Linked DNA regions of Mus musculus: region 2 is linked to region 1. The links are chromatin contacts, called in public targeted proximity ligation maps. All regions are on one chromosome and are shown on one strand. The core of a region is the stretch at or near the end of the contact, and the rest is flanking DNA. Distances in the headings are between cores, read along the strand shown.

Region 1 (6,764 bases), core at 1,865-4,364:
TATGGAATGGAATGAATCAATGTGTGAAAAAGCAGATTAAGTCTGTGTCCAGTGTAAATTAAAGCAACAGCCAAACATCATGCAAGGAAGGCAAGGTCTTAAGGGCTGTGACAGACCTCGGGGAACCTGAGTATGACAGGGACTTGCTCTACCCCTGAGCATGTGCCTAGTGCCATTCATCCAAATCTTTAATAATGTTTATGCTTCCGATTTTTTATTATTTCTTCTTTCTTCTTCTTCTTGTTTTTTTTTTTTTTTTTTTGCTTTTTTGTTTTTTTGTTTGTTTTTCGAGACAGGGGTTTCTCTGTGTAGCCCTGGCTGTCCTGGAACTCACTCTGTAGACCAGACTGGTCTTGAACTCAGAAATCTGCCTGCCTCTGCCTCCCAAGGGCAGGGATTAAAGGCATGCACCACCACTGCCAGGCTCAGATGTTTTATTTCTTAATTATTGGAAAGTTGGAAGCTAGCCTGGCTTACAAAATGAATTTCAGGCCAGTTTGGGGTACATGGCAAGACGCTGTCTCAAACACACACACACACACACACACACACACACACACACACACACACACACACACAGGCACATGCATGTGCACACATATAACCACAGAATGTTCATGGCTGCACTATTTTTAAGAGAGTTTTTCCTCAAGTATTTCATCCATTTCATTACAATCCACTGCTGTGGTCTAGCAATAGAAGGTGCCCCTTCACCATGGAATACATGTCATTTGAATGAATGTAGCATGACTTACACACAGCAACCTGTCATAGGGTTCATTTTAAGATGTGTTTTCTTAGCACAGATAAGTAGACATATATACTTACATTTATATATGTACATGTCCAGAAACATAGAGATTCTTGTAGGAAGATGGGTAGACAATGGGAGAGAACACAGAATTCTAGCTTTTTACACAGGATTTATATGTCACAACTAGATGCCATGCTAGTCTTTGAAAAAAGTGAGAGCTGGAACACAGAGGGAAAGCAGAAAGAGGGAAAACAGAACAAGAATTGCCTAAGGATTCAAGTCCAGGGTGATATGTCCCTTTAAATGTGAGTGGCCACCTGGAACAGTGTCAGGCTGCCATGGGCTTACCATAGCCCATCTTCTTGGAAATCTCTGTTGCTGGGACACTGGATAAACCCTGTTAATACCAGTAGTCTTGGCAGGGCATCAAGGAAGATGGTGAACAGCTGCCTCCCTTAAGACCACAGCAGACATTTTCGCTACCAGTCCAGGGGGCAAGCTCCTTCCCTCTGGAGCCCTGAGACTTTCCTAAGTGCCAACACTCCAGTGCTCTTCAGAAAGACTCGGCAAGTCACCAAGATCTAGCAGAGCACACAGATGGACTCTTCAGGTTTGTTCCTACACATGGAGACTCAGGTTTCTAGAATACAGATTTAGAACAAAACCAAAACCAAACCTACCCTGATGGCTGTGGAGGCACAAGCCTTTAATCCCAGCACTCAGGAGGCAGAGGCAGGTGGTGATCGGTTGAGCTGGAGGTCAGCCTGGTATACAGTGAGTTCCAGGACAGCAGGAATACACAGTGAAAACCTATCTTGAAAAATCAAACCAGAAACAACAACAGAAAACATTTCCTAATATTGTAAACGCAGTTAAAGACAGCAACCATGAGCTCTAGAAAAGAGTCTGACATGGCCTGACCAATCTGCAGCTGGTTTCTAAAAACCCAGACTAGAAAGATGCCTGAAGTTCTTAGTTTGTCTGTGATACTAAGGCTCCTCTAAGGTCATGAGACTCAGTGTAGAAACCTTCCTGCTGTCACCTACTTGCCCCAGCCCCAACCTGGACACTATGAGAGGCTGCATTGGACTGAGGCATGAATGGCTCAGAGACCATTCAGAACTCAGTGCCCAAATATTAACATGCCGCCTCCCGGAAACGTCAACACCGAGATTTACTTACTAGCATTTACTCTGAGCTTCGTTCAAGGTGTTGAGTGTACTGGTCTTCCTATCGAAACGAAGGGACATGAGACAAATATTTAACTGAGATTTTAAGACCTAGATGCCGGGGTAAATAGCTCAGCTGGCAAAGAGCTCGTCACACAAGCAGAAGGATCTATGTTTGAAGCCTTAGCACTCCGTGAAGAGAGGTTATGAGAGACACTCCACTCTAACTTCTGGCTTCCACTCGAGGACACACAGCACATACACAAATAATACACCAGTAAGACTAAGTCCTGTGTGGTATAGGAGGCACTGACTAAGAACACTGTTTGCAGGACCACTCAGGAGGGAAATGTTCTCAATGCAGGGAAGTGCTGCAGGGGCTGCTGGGAGCTCCTCTCCGCCACAGTGAAATATCCCATATCTCTTGTGCTTCAGTGAGACAGTGGGCAGACAGCAGAAAGAAGAGACAGTGCACGGCGACTGTATGTTATTTCTCTTACTATTTTCAGCTCATTTCAGCTTAAATTGCTCTTGGCATTAAGAACCTGCTTTTCCTCATTATCTGAAGAGTTAGCAGTTTTCAGTTTGAAATGATGAATGTTCTACAAATAGACAGCGTCCATCACCGCTGTGAATTCCCACCACCACTGCTATGGTATGCATGTGTCATGCATTCCACAGGCTCCCGTGTTTAAAGGCCTTGGCCCTTGATCCCTTTAGGGAACAAGGTCTATAGGGGAAGTAGCTACTGGAGGGGGAATTCTTATGTGTTATATCCTGGCCCTGGCTCCCACCCTTTTAAGTTGTCTCTGTCGGGTATACTGTTATAGAAGTGAGAAAGTAACTAACTCCTACTAGACTGTACACTAGTAACTCCTGCTAGATTGTACACTAGTAACTACTACTAGATTGTATACTAGTAACTACTGTTAGATTGCTGCAATCTGGGGTTGGGAAATTTAGCTGAGTGGGAGACACTTGCCTATCAAGCAAAGGCCCCAGCTTTGGTCTGCAGCCAAAGAGGGGCTGGGTTGGAGGGCTGAGGTAAAGTTTAACTTCACCACTAAAAGAAAAGTGTTTTCTTTGTAAAATGAACTATAACCAGCAAATGAGCCAAGGAGAGAGAGAGAAAAGAATCCAGCCACGGCTGACCAGGGCAGGCTCTGTGAATAGTTTACCTTACCGAGGAGAGCTTGCCCGCTCCACCCTTGGCCGTTCCTACCATTTCCCCTTTCTGGGGCCAGAGGGCACTGAAGAAGGGAGACAGGTGGTTCGGGAGATAATGAAACTCCCAGTCAGCTGGGTAGTTTTAGCATTCCTTGTTGCATGGTCAGAAGGACCCAGTGCTTTGGGCACCCTGTTCCTTCACCTCCCCAGTTTCCTACGTCCAACTTCCCCCTAGTCCCTTCACGACCTCAGCTCCTCTGCACCGCGGTCAGAAAACTCAAGTTCAGGAAGGTAATTTGTTTTCTTTTCCTTTTCCAAAACCTTTCCTGACTCAACTGAAGTTGAAACAACAAGACAAAAATCAGACAGACTGTCTATGTACAATCACATATATTTTCTCCTGGTAACTTTAACATGGAAGAATCTTGTGAATTAAGAACTGGGATTATATATGACTTCTGACCCGTGGGTTTCGGTTGGCTCCAGCCAGTCTTGGAAAATAGTCTAGTTCTGGAATTGGAACAGAATTAGTACTCTTGTGTACGAGTTGCTTTCTTGGGAAATGATTAGGGACATGGAAAGTGCCTGTGGTGTTCCATATTGTAAGTTTTAATGAAGCTTAGATTCAGCAAGTGTCCTACACACTACAGTTATGCTTCGCTCGTTTGTTGGCTGGCTTGGCTTTACAAGATAGGGTCTCACCATGTAACACTGGCCTGGTCTCAAACTCACAGAGAACCTTCTACCTTTGTCTCATGAGTGCTAGGATTAAAGGCATGTGCCATCATGCCCAGCACGGCCCTGCTTTGGGGGTAATATATCTTAGATACATATGTACAGAAAGCAAGGATTTGAGTCTATGTCCTAATATCTCTTCTGACTTTATTCTGCATAATTTCACAGTTCAAATTTTGTAATAAGCATATTACTTTCATAATCAATAAAGGCTATAAAAAAATGGATGTCCTAAAGGTGGTGCCTTCCCCAAATAAAACTACACTCGAACACGTTATCTACCTACTCCACTCCAGAAAGCTCTCTGCACGTATGCGCTCATCCAGCGTGATAGGCAGAAAGTGAGAGGCAAGACCCAGTGAAGTGACAAGCTAAATTTAGCAGACAGATCTGAGCTACACTTCTCAACAACAACCCCTGAAATAGTCTGGTCTTACAAAACTAAAGTGCATAAGCTTGTCACTCAGGGCTTCCCAGGGCACTGAGTTCTATCGAATGCTCCCGAGAGTCACATGCTAGTAAATGAAGTGCCACTGTCTGCTATTGCACAATATCCTGGCACACAGCGCTTTGTGTCGCTACAAAACTCGGAATGCCCACAAATCAGAGGCAAAGGTCAACCTCCCTTCCTCCCCTTTTCTTTTTGTTCTTTTCCGTGTTGTTTTAAGCCAGGGACTCACTATGAAGTTCAGGCTGGGTTTCAAAGTGAGGCTCCAAGCCTGACTCAGCCTCTCAGGTGTAGGATTAAAAGTGTGTGCCATCATGGCCTGCTTAAGGTCAAGATCCAGAAACACACTTATTAACCACGGAAATCACAACAACCTCGCATAACAAAGACTCAAAGATTTGTAATAAAAACATTTTCTCCAGTAGACACTGAAATTATTAAATGTGTTTTGTAATGTGGAATTATCAAAGACTTTAGGTCATCACGCTGCACTGCTGAAGAGAAGGCGGCCCAGGAATGAGTGACGTAAGTCTCTTACTCCATGTCCAACCCACAGAGTTGCCAGGATTATCACTCTATTGCTTAGAGAGGCAAAGGCAAAATTTCTCTTTCTCCTACTTCTCCTTTCACAAAGTCTAAAAATAATTCCACTTGTCATAGTTTCACAATTTCTATGGAATTTTCTTTTAAACTTCCAGTCTTCTTTATGGCCTAACATCTTAAACACACACGCCCTTCCTCGGGGCAGCAATCTGTTAAGAGAGCAGAGATGGCTTCCTCGCTTGTGCTTTGAGTTAAACAGTGTAATCCAACCAGAGGGGAAATCTCAGGCTGGAAGGTAAACAGGATCTGAGGAAATCGCAACATCCCCTAAAGACAAAGCTTTCCTTTTCTGGGTACACGATTACCTGCTTGGTTTGAACTCCAAAGAGCAGTGCGTCACAAGCCTGTCTCAACTTCCTGAGCATAGTGTTCTCTAGATATGGCTCTATTATGTCCACAAGATACCGAGTCCTTACAAAGCACATGTTGTCATATTTATGCTTTCCTTTGTTTTCAGTAGGCACAAAGATATTTTGTTTCCAACATAAAATAAAAACTACCTAACGGCCATGGGGTTTGGCTCAGGGGAACTGCTTTTAACATGTTTATATTTACACATAGATGGCCTTAAAACATTAGAGTTCAACATGGCGCTACATGCCTACTGGAATCCCTTTCCATTTATATCCTGAGGTAACCGTGCAATGGGGTGGGGCTTGTGGAGGTGATTGTGTCACCATGATAGAACCCTCACAGATGAGACCAGTGTCCATACAAAAAAAAAAAAAAAATGAGACCCAGGAGGGCCCTGTCCCCTTCTATCCCAAAAGGGCCTGGTGCTAATAGCCTCTGAAGATGCTGCTGCACTGGTCACTTAGCTAGCCTTCAACTTTTCTACCTTGAGGATGGGCAGACACTCCTGCGCGGTATGGCATTTTTACAGTAGTAGGGGTAGACTGGGACTCACCTCTTCAATACTTGGCTAAACATTCTTTCTTCCCAGGTGACTACAATTTTGAAAGACCTCAGAGTTAGGCTGTCTCAAAGCTGAGACTTTTGTTACCGAATCAAAAACAACAGTAAGCAGTATTATCCTGCTGAGGGCTTTCCATTGCCCTGTCATTCTGAAAATAATGTTCTTAAAGTTGCAGAAAACTGAGGTATACCCTTCGTTAGCTTTGTGTCAACTTAAGAGAACCAGGGTACAATGACTAAAACCAGGAACTGAACATTAGTGTCTCAACCAGGGCTGTATAGCCCTTGTTCTTTCAATCTCCTTACCTCCTCTATGCTCGCTTACCCTGTCCTTGTCAACAGTTAGTTTTGCATCTCCTTACCCTCCCCACCAGGTTCCTCTTTCTTTTCTTGTTTCTCATGACCTGGGCAACTCTTAAAACACAGTATTCTGTAGAATCTCTGTGAGTCGAGCCCATCAAGTCTTCTCCTGATTCCACTAGAGTCACGTACTCAGACTAGAGTATCCAGAAGTGAAACGTGTCCCTACTCAGTTATCCTACCAAGCAGTGCATGCTGGTCAGCTGCCACTGTACTGTTTTATGACGCTCATATGGATTCCATGGTCCCACTTTTTAACTGGAAGTTATATATATATATATATATATATATAATTATGGAAATTAAGGAACGAGATGAAAGTTTTGGAGTTGGGTAGTCTTAGGTCCAATGACCTTTCTATCAATTCCTGCCACCAACCATGGGACAGGAAAGTCTGTTTTAGCATACTATAAAAACAACTTATGTATAAAAATACAGAAAATCACCAGCAACTATAGCTTATGACTGCTCTATGCCATCACACATTACTTTTTGAGTGACTTATTTTTACAGATGAGCCAAAATAATGTTAGATGGAGTGGTACTGTGGTTTGATCTGGAACCTTCTGAATGGGCTCGTGGTTTGCATATGCATCCTCTAGCTCGTACAGCT
Region 2 (6,764 bases), core at 2,177-4,676, 180 kb after region 1:
TGAAGGGGTTTGCAATCCCATAGGAGGAACAACAATACGAACTAACCAGTACCCCCAGAGCTCCCAGGGACTAAACCGCCAACCAAAGAAAACACATCGTGGAACTCATGGCTCTAGCTGCATACGTAGCAGAGGGTGGCCTAGTCGGGCATCAATGGGAGGAGAGGCCCTTGCTCCTGTGAAGGTTCTATGCCCCAGTATAGGGGAATGCCAGGGCCAGGAATCAGGAGTGGGTGAGTTGGTGAGTAGGGAGAACGATAAAGGGATAGGGCCTTTTCGGAGGGGAAACTAGGAAAGGGGATAATATTTGAAATGTAAATAAAGAAATATCTAATGATAAATAAATAAATAAATAAATAAATAAATAAATAAAATGGGGGGAAAAAGATTCTCTGGTTACTTAGTGGAAAAAGCAAGGAGCTGATTTTAGACAAAGCCTCATTCTTCACAATGAAGGACCTGATAAGATTTTGACAGCCATACACGTATCTAATGGTTCTTTACTAATACCAAGACTTCCTAGTTCTGGGGCTGGAGAGATGTTTTTGCTGGGGGGGGGGGGGAGTTCTTGCTGCTCTTAATTCAAAGTAGAGGAATTAGGTTCCCAGGCCCCACATGGAAGCCTCCCAACGGCTTGTAAACTCCAGCTCTAGATCTAATGTGCCCTTCTTGCCTCTATAGACATCTGCACACACATGCCTATACACACAAACACACATAGACACAGAGACCGACACCCACAAATAATAATCAATAAAGTCTTCAAAAGAGAAAGGATGTCCTCATTCGGTACTCCCCTAAACAGAATAACCCTGCCAACTAGATCAACCTTTTAGAGCATTAGTAAGCATTACACATTTTTATACAAACATTGGAACTGAAAGGACTCAAAGTGAAACATTTGGCTCATTTTTAACTTTTCTAGATCAAAGAAGTCTTAATCACTCATTTAAAATAGCAGCTTTTTTTTTTTTTTAAACCATATTTTGTTTCCTGAAAATCATCCTAAACTATCTGGCCAATGAGGAGCCACTCTTGATTAAGCAACCATTACAGTGAATGGCAAAATGGACTCTGGCAACACTGGATAAACCACTGTTCAAGGAGGTGAGCTCAGCTCCTAGTAGCACCCCTGTGCTGTACGTAAGAGGTATTTTACATATGAAATGTGAACTTTGGAACAGAGTGTCCATGTTAGTGCCTAGGAGTCACCATGGTAACGGATTGTGTTAGCAAGCTGAGGAAGAGCAGAGCGGCAGTAGCAGCTCTGAGATTCGGATTGTAGCTCTGCACTGCAAAACAGAGTGCTCCAATCGCTCCCGAGCCACGAGCCACCGAGGCTGGTCTGAGAAAGCCTGAGCCACGTGTTTGCTCTGGTATCTGACACAGAGGGAGCAAATGCTACCAAGGGGCCATTTTTCAACGCAGATAACGAGGAGGAAGAGAAACTACCTCAGATTTTACCTTTGATGAGTATGAAGTGCCCCTCCTTGTCTTTTTTGATAACTCTGGGTTGGAAGTCAATTTTATTCGATATTAGAATGGCTACTCCAGCTTGTTTCTTCGGACCATTTGCTTGGAAAATTGTTTTCCAGCCTTTTACTCTGAGGTAGTGTCTGTCTTTATCCCTGAGGTGGGTTTCCTGTAAGCAGCAAAATGTTGGGTCCTGTTTGTGTAGCCAGTCTGTTAGTCTATGTCTTTTTATTGGGGAATTGAGTCTATTGATGTGAAGAGAAATCAAAGAAAAGTTATTGTTGCTTCCTGTCATTTTTGTTTAAAAAAAAGAAAAGAACCTACCTCAGAACAGTGTGAGCTGTGTGAAGAGAACAGAGGTGGCCAATGCTCACGTTCTCTCTGTATCACAAGTCGTTTTGCTCCACACATGCCTGTGCTGGCCCATTAAAGAATACATTTGTATTTGTCTCTTCTGAGAGATCTGTAACACAGATCCCTACTTCACAGATAAAGAAACTGACTTTCATAGGTTAAAAATGACGTGTCCAAAGTCAGTTACAGTAATGTAACTGGCTCAGACCATATTGTAGGTTCTCAGATGTCTCCCAAGCGTAGCCTCCTCAGCTCATAAACCTGAAGCCACTACTAATGCCCTATGGGTTTCATAAAACAAAAATGAGATTGTACATGCACACATAGAAACACACAAGCATACAGTCATATGTCTGTGTGTCGAGTCTCCCCTCACCCCCTTCCTCTCCTTATTCCTTGATCTTTAGAATATGCAGGGATAGGTTGGCAGCTATGTTACCATAAATAGTATGGTATAAGAAACACCTGGAAGAGGATTACAATAATGACAGTGACAACAGAAAATATGAGCAGAAGATATATAAGCAACAAATGTCCAATACCACTATTAGGGAATGCAAATCAAAATCACAGTGATGTACCAATCAGATACACGCAATGATCCACACCAGTCAGAAGGGCTGCTCTTGTTCCTATAACCAAAAGCTTGTAAGCATCAACTGTAAGAGGGGAAGGACTTATTTGGGCTCACACTTTGAGGGTACACACAGTCCATAGTGAGGAAGGCATGATGGGAGAAGTGGCTGTGCTAGCGGTTACAGGCTACTTACTCACTTCCATATGGACCAGAAAGCAGAGATAAGACAAAGAGCAGAGCTGGGCTACAAAGCTCAGCCCCTCCCCATGCCCCAAGCCTGGACTCCACTTCTACAACAGCACCGCCCATCAGCTGGGGACCAAATGTTCAACCACGAGAACCTGTGGCTATATCTGCATCATAATATTCTGCTCCTGGCCCCCACAGACTCAGAGCCATGGCATAATGCTTTAAACAAGCATTTAAGTCCAACTTCAAAGGTCCCTATCATCTTCTTTTAATTAATGAAATCAATTGAACATGTACAAGTGTTTTGCTTGCAGGTTTGTCTGTCCCCCCCATGTGTATGCCTGGTACCCAAGAAGGCCAGAAGAAGGTGTCAGACCCCCTGGAACTGGAATTACAAAGTGTTCTGAGCTGCCACATGGGTGCCAAGGTTCAAATCTAGGTTCCCTGCAAGAACAGCTACTGCTTTTAACTGCTGAGCCAACTCTCCAGCCCATCCCTATAGTTTTATCAGTTTCCACAAGGTTCAAAGTCCAAAGTCTGTTCTGAGACTTAAGATAATTCCTCAAATGTGTGGCCCTCAGGACAGCCATTTTCCAGCAGGATCCTCTGACGGCTCTGTCTTTTAAGGCAGTAGCTTTCCAGCTCAATTTGTACTGCAGCACCCTGAAACTCTGATAAGAGAGGTTTTACTCTCAAGTGACCTTTCCTATGGTCACAGTGCAAAACCCAGGTTCCTCCTTAATGACACTAATTTCTTTAACAATTACAGCCATGTTGTCTGCACCACATCCTCTCTTCAACTTTAGCTAGGTTCACATCCCTCTCCCTCCCAGACTACATGTTTCCTGTTTCTATTCTGTCTTCTGCTCTCTTGCACACTTTAAATCTCAGTAAATGCAGTGTGCAATAACCACAATGCAATCTATCATTTTCTCTTGAAATCCCCTCTGCCAAACAGTCCATCATTTTTTGCTTCAATTTCACTCAAGCTTTCAGGACAGATTCTTTGTCAAATCGAACATCAACGGCCTCTAGCAGGCAGCTCCAGATACGAGTCCTTGCTTCCCTTCAGAAGGTCTTGAGTAAGCTCTGCTCATAAAACTCGTGGGTTTGTCAATCCCACGGCCACAATCCTCCAATTCCTTCTTCACCGATCCCAAAGACCTGACCACAAGATGCGGTTTGTCACAGCCATGGCGCCTTTGCGCTCACGCACTTCCATTAAGAGAAGCATCTGTTTCTTCTATGATGTCCTTTATGATAAACCAGCAAACCTAAGTGTTTCCCTGCGTTAATGTGCAAATGAGTGACACCTGAGAGGGGTCGGGGGGCTAGCAAGGCCTGGTGCAGAACTAGTCAGTTAGAAACACGGGCAAAGGAACCTGAAATGGGAGCCAGTCTTGTGGGGCTGAGTCCTTAAGCTATGGTAGCTGCAGCATCTTCGTAGCTGTGCAATGCTGGAGAACTGCCTGCCACGCATCTGCTGCCAGAAGACACACATGGAGTGGTATGGAAGAGAAAGTGTGTGTAGGTGAGGGGAAAGGGCCAGGTGGTGAGGGGCTTCATAAGGAAACTCTGTACCACCACCACCACCACCACCACCACCACCACCACCACCACCACCAAAAAACAAAAAAGTCTATTTACAAACTATCCGGATTAAAGTACAGATTTCTTCTTCCGGCTGTGTGACTTACTAGAAGCACGGGGTGAAGAGCTTCCAGGTGACTGAGCACAGCCTAGGGCAGTGGTTCTCAATCTGAGGAAAGTGAACCCTTTGGGTTTAAACAACCCTTTCCCAAGAGTTGCCTAAGAACACTCGAAAACACAGATGTTTGCACCACAATTCATAACAGCAGTAAAACTGCAGATATGAAGTAGCAATAAATTTTTTTTACAGTTGGGGGAATCACCATAACGTGAAGAACCGCATTAAAGGGTGGAGGCGTTAGGAAGGCTGATAACCACTTGCCTGGGGGCTTGTGGAAGCTTCCATATATAGGCATGGCTGGTTAAAGCATTTGGCACTCTAGCTTTGGCCCCTCTGGGTTTGTTTGAATGTCCATTGGCTCAGCTGTTTGAACACCTGGTCCCCAGTTGGTGGCACTGTATGGGTAGGTTTAGGAGATGTGGCCTTGCTAGAGGAAGGATGTCACTAGTGTTATGCCCTGAGGTTTCAAAGACATGCACTACTCCTAGTTGATACTCTAATTCCCACCTGAGATTTAAGATGTGAGCCCTTAGCTGCTCCCAGCTGCCAGGCCTGCCTGCTGCCTGCCTCATTTCCCAGCCATGATGGCAATGAACTCTCATCTCTCTGGAATAGTAAGCTCTGAGAAACCCTTCCTTCTATACACTGCCTTGTGTGTGGTGTTTCATCACAACAGAAAAGTAAGACACCCTCTAGTTTTACTTTGCCTACTCTGGAAACCAGCTCGCATCCTCCATGACCTAGGAACCCCAGCCACCAGCCACTCCTCTCACTGCAGATTCTGTCTTTCGGGCAGCCACATGCTAGAAACTATGGAAAGAACCCACATACTTCTTATCATATCACAATATGACAGTCAGTCTCCTGAATATCAGTTTTCAGTTAATGTGTTAATTAGCCATTAGTTAGGACCTAGTGCTACCTGCCATGTGTAAGAACGGCCCAATACCTCTGTTCTCTGGCCAGTATCTTCTCTTGATCCTCCTCTGGGCAAACAGTGCAGGCAGCTCTCATCCACAAAGTTTTGATCTCTACAAATCCTCTTCCAACTGCTTAGCTTTGGATCAGCTGTCCTGTCTGCCCTGGAACCTGCCCCATCTCTTTTTCTCAAATCTCATCCCAATGGTGACTTCAGACAACCAGCCAGCCAGATATCCTATGTTTCTGCAGATACACAAAGAATGTTCTAGTTTCTATACAGTTCCTTTTTATTTCCTCCTCTTTCTCAAGGCAGGGCCTCGTGTAGCCCAGGCCAGCCTCAAACTCACTATGTATTGGGCATGACCTTGAATTCCCCATCTTCCTGTCTTCACATCCAGGTGCTGAATTACAAGGTGAGCCCCACAGCAGTCCGTAATAGCTACCTCTGATCTCACCTTTCCTATCTTGGATCATGGCACTGAAATGCATTCCTTGAGGGTAGTTCTTATTAGGGGTCATTAGTGTCACTGTTGGAACCTAGCATGTTGCTGTGCAACAGCTGTCTGAGTTGGGATTACATCTCAGGAAAGAAAGGAAAAGGCGGCAGAACTATAAACACTATAAAGAGTTTACTTCGAGCCTGACACTCACTGGGCACTGTCTTAAGTATTGAGCAGTGACCAGACAGCAAGTTCTCTGTTCTCAGTTACTTTTCTGTTGTTGTGATGAAACAACATGACAAGGGCAACTTATAAAAGAGTGTTTAATTGGACTCACGGTTCTAGAGCGTTTGAGTCCATGATGCGGAGCAATGGCATCATGGCTGGAATAGCTGAGAGGTCATTATCTCAAGCCTCAGGCTGAAGGAAGAGAGAGCTCACTGAAAATGGTGTGAGTCTTTTGAAATGTCAAAGCCCTCTCCCAGCGACACACCTCCTCCAACAAGGCTACACCTCCTAATCCTTCTAGAACTGTTCCACCACCAAGAACCAAATGTTCAAACACATGAGCCTATGGATGCAACTCTCACTCAAACCACTGCAGTCTCTCAGCTTATAACCTTGTAAAAATGAAAATATAATATTCTTGTGAAAATTATATACACACACAATAAATACTGTGTGTGTGTGTGTGTGTGTGTGTGTGTGTAAGTATGTAAAGTAAACACATCCAAATACTCATCGATAAAACTGGGTTCAGATGTTTGTTCAATGCACTTTAGGCCCTATTTTTCTCAACATCTAATATATTTTAAAGATGAAAAATAGTCTTTAGTGAGAAAAAATGAAATGTAAAGTGTCTGCTCTCTGGGGGGGGGGGGTCTTGCCAAGCTAACTCATTTCCAAGAATTCTGGATAGAGAAATCTTTACTGTAATCTACTTTTTAACATAATGCTTCACGCAGAAAAAGCAATCAGATGAGAGAGTTTGGGAGGGGTGTGTGGAAACGAACAGGTCCAGCCAACAGAATTCAACTGAATAACAAGAGGAGGTTCTCAAGGGCTGGGGAGATTGTTCAGGGGTTAGGATCGGGTGCTG

The links.
Region 2: a contact with region 1 is called in a targeted proximity ligation map of microglia, with 7 times the contacts expected there. A contact is called at or near these places in 5 of 484 Hi-C or Micro-C datasets (bone marrow-derived dendritic cells, bone marrow-derived macrophages, embryonic fibroblasts and 1 more), 8 of 130 datasets of targeted methods (embryonic fibroblasts, embryonic stem cells, extraembryonic endoderm stem cells and 4 more) and 3 of 9 other capture datasets (adipose tissue, liver and pancreatic islet).

What each region holds. Positions count from the first base shown.
Region 1 is chr19:32,177,112-32,183,875 of GRCm38.p6, forward strand. All of the region lies in intron 5 of Sgms1 (sphingomyelin synthase 1), which reads right to left. Among named protein-coding and RNA genes, the nearest start is that of Asah2, 77 kb to the left of the region's middle.
Region 2 is chr19:32,358,100-32,364,863 of GRCm38.p6, forward strand. The region is part of intron 1 of Sgms1 (sphingomyelin synthase 1); the gene reads right to left. Among named protein-coding and RNA genes, the nearest start is that of Sgms1, 27 kb to the right of the region's middle.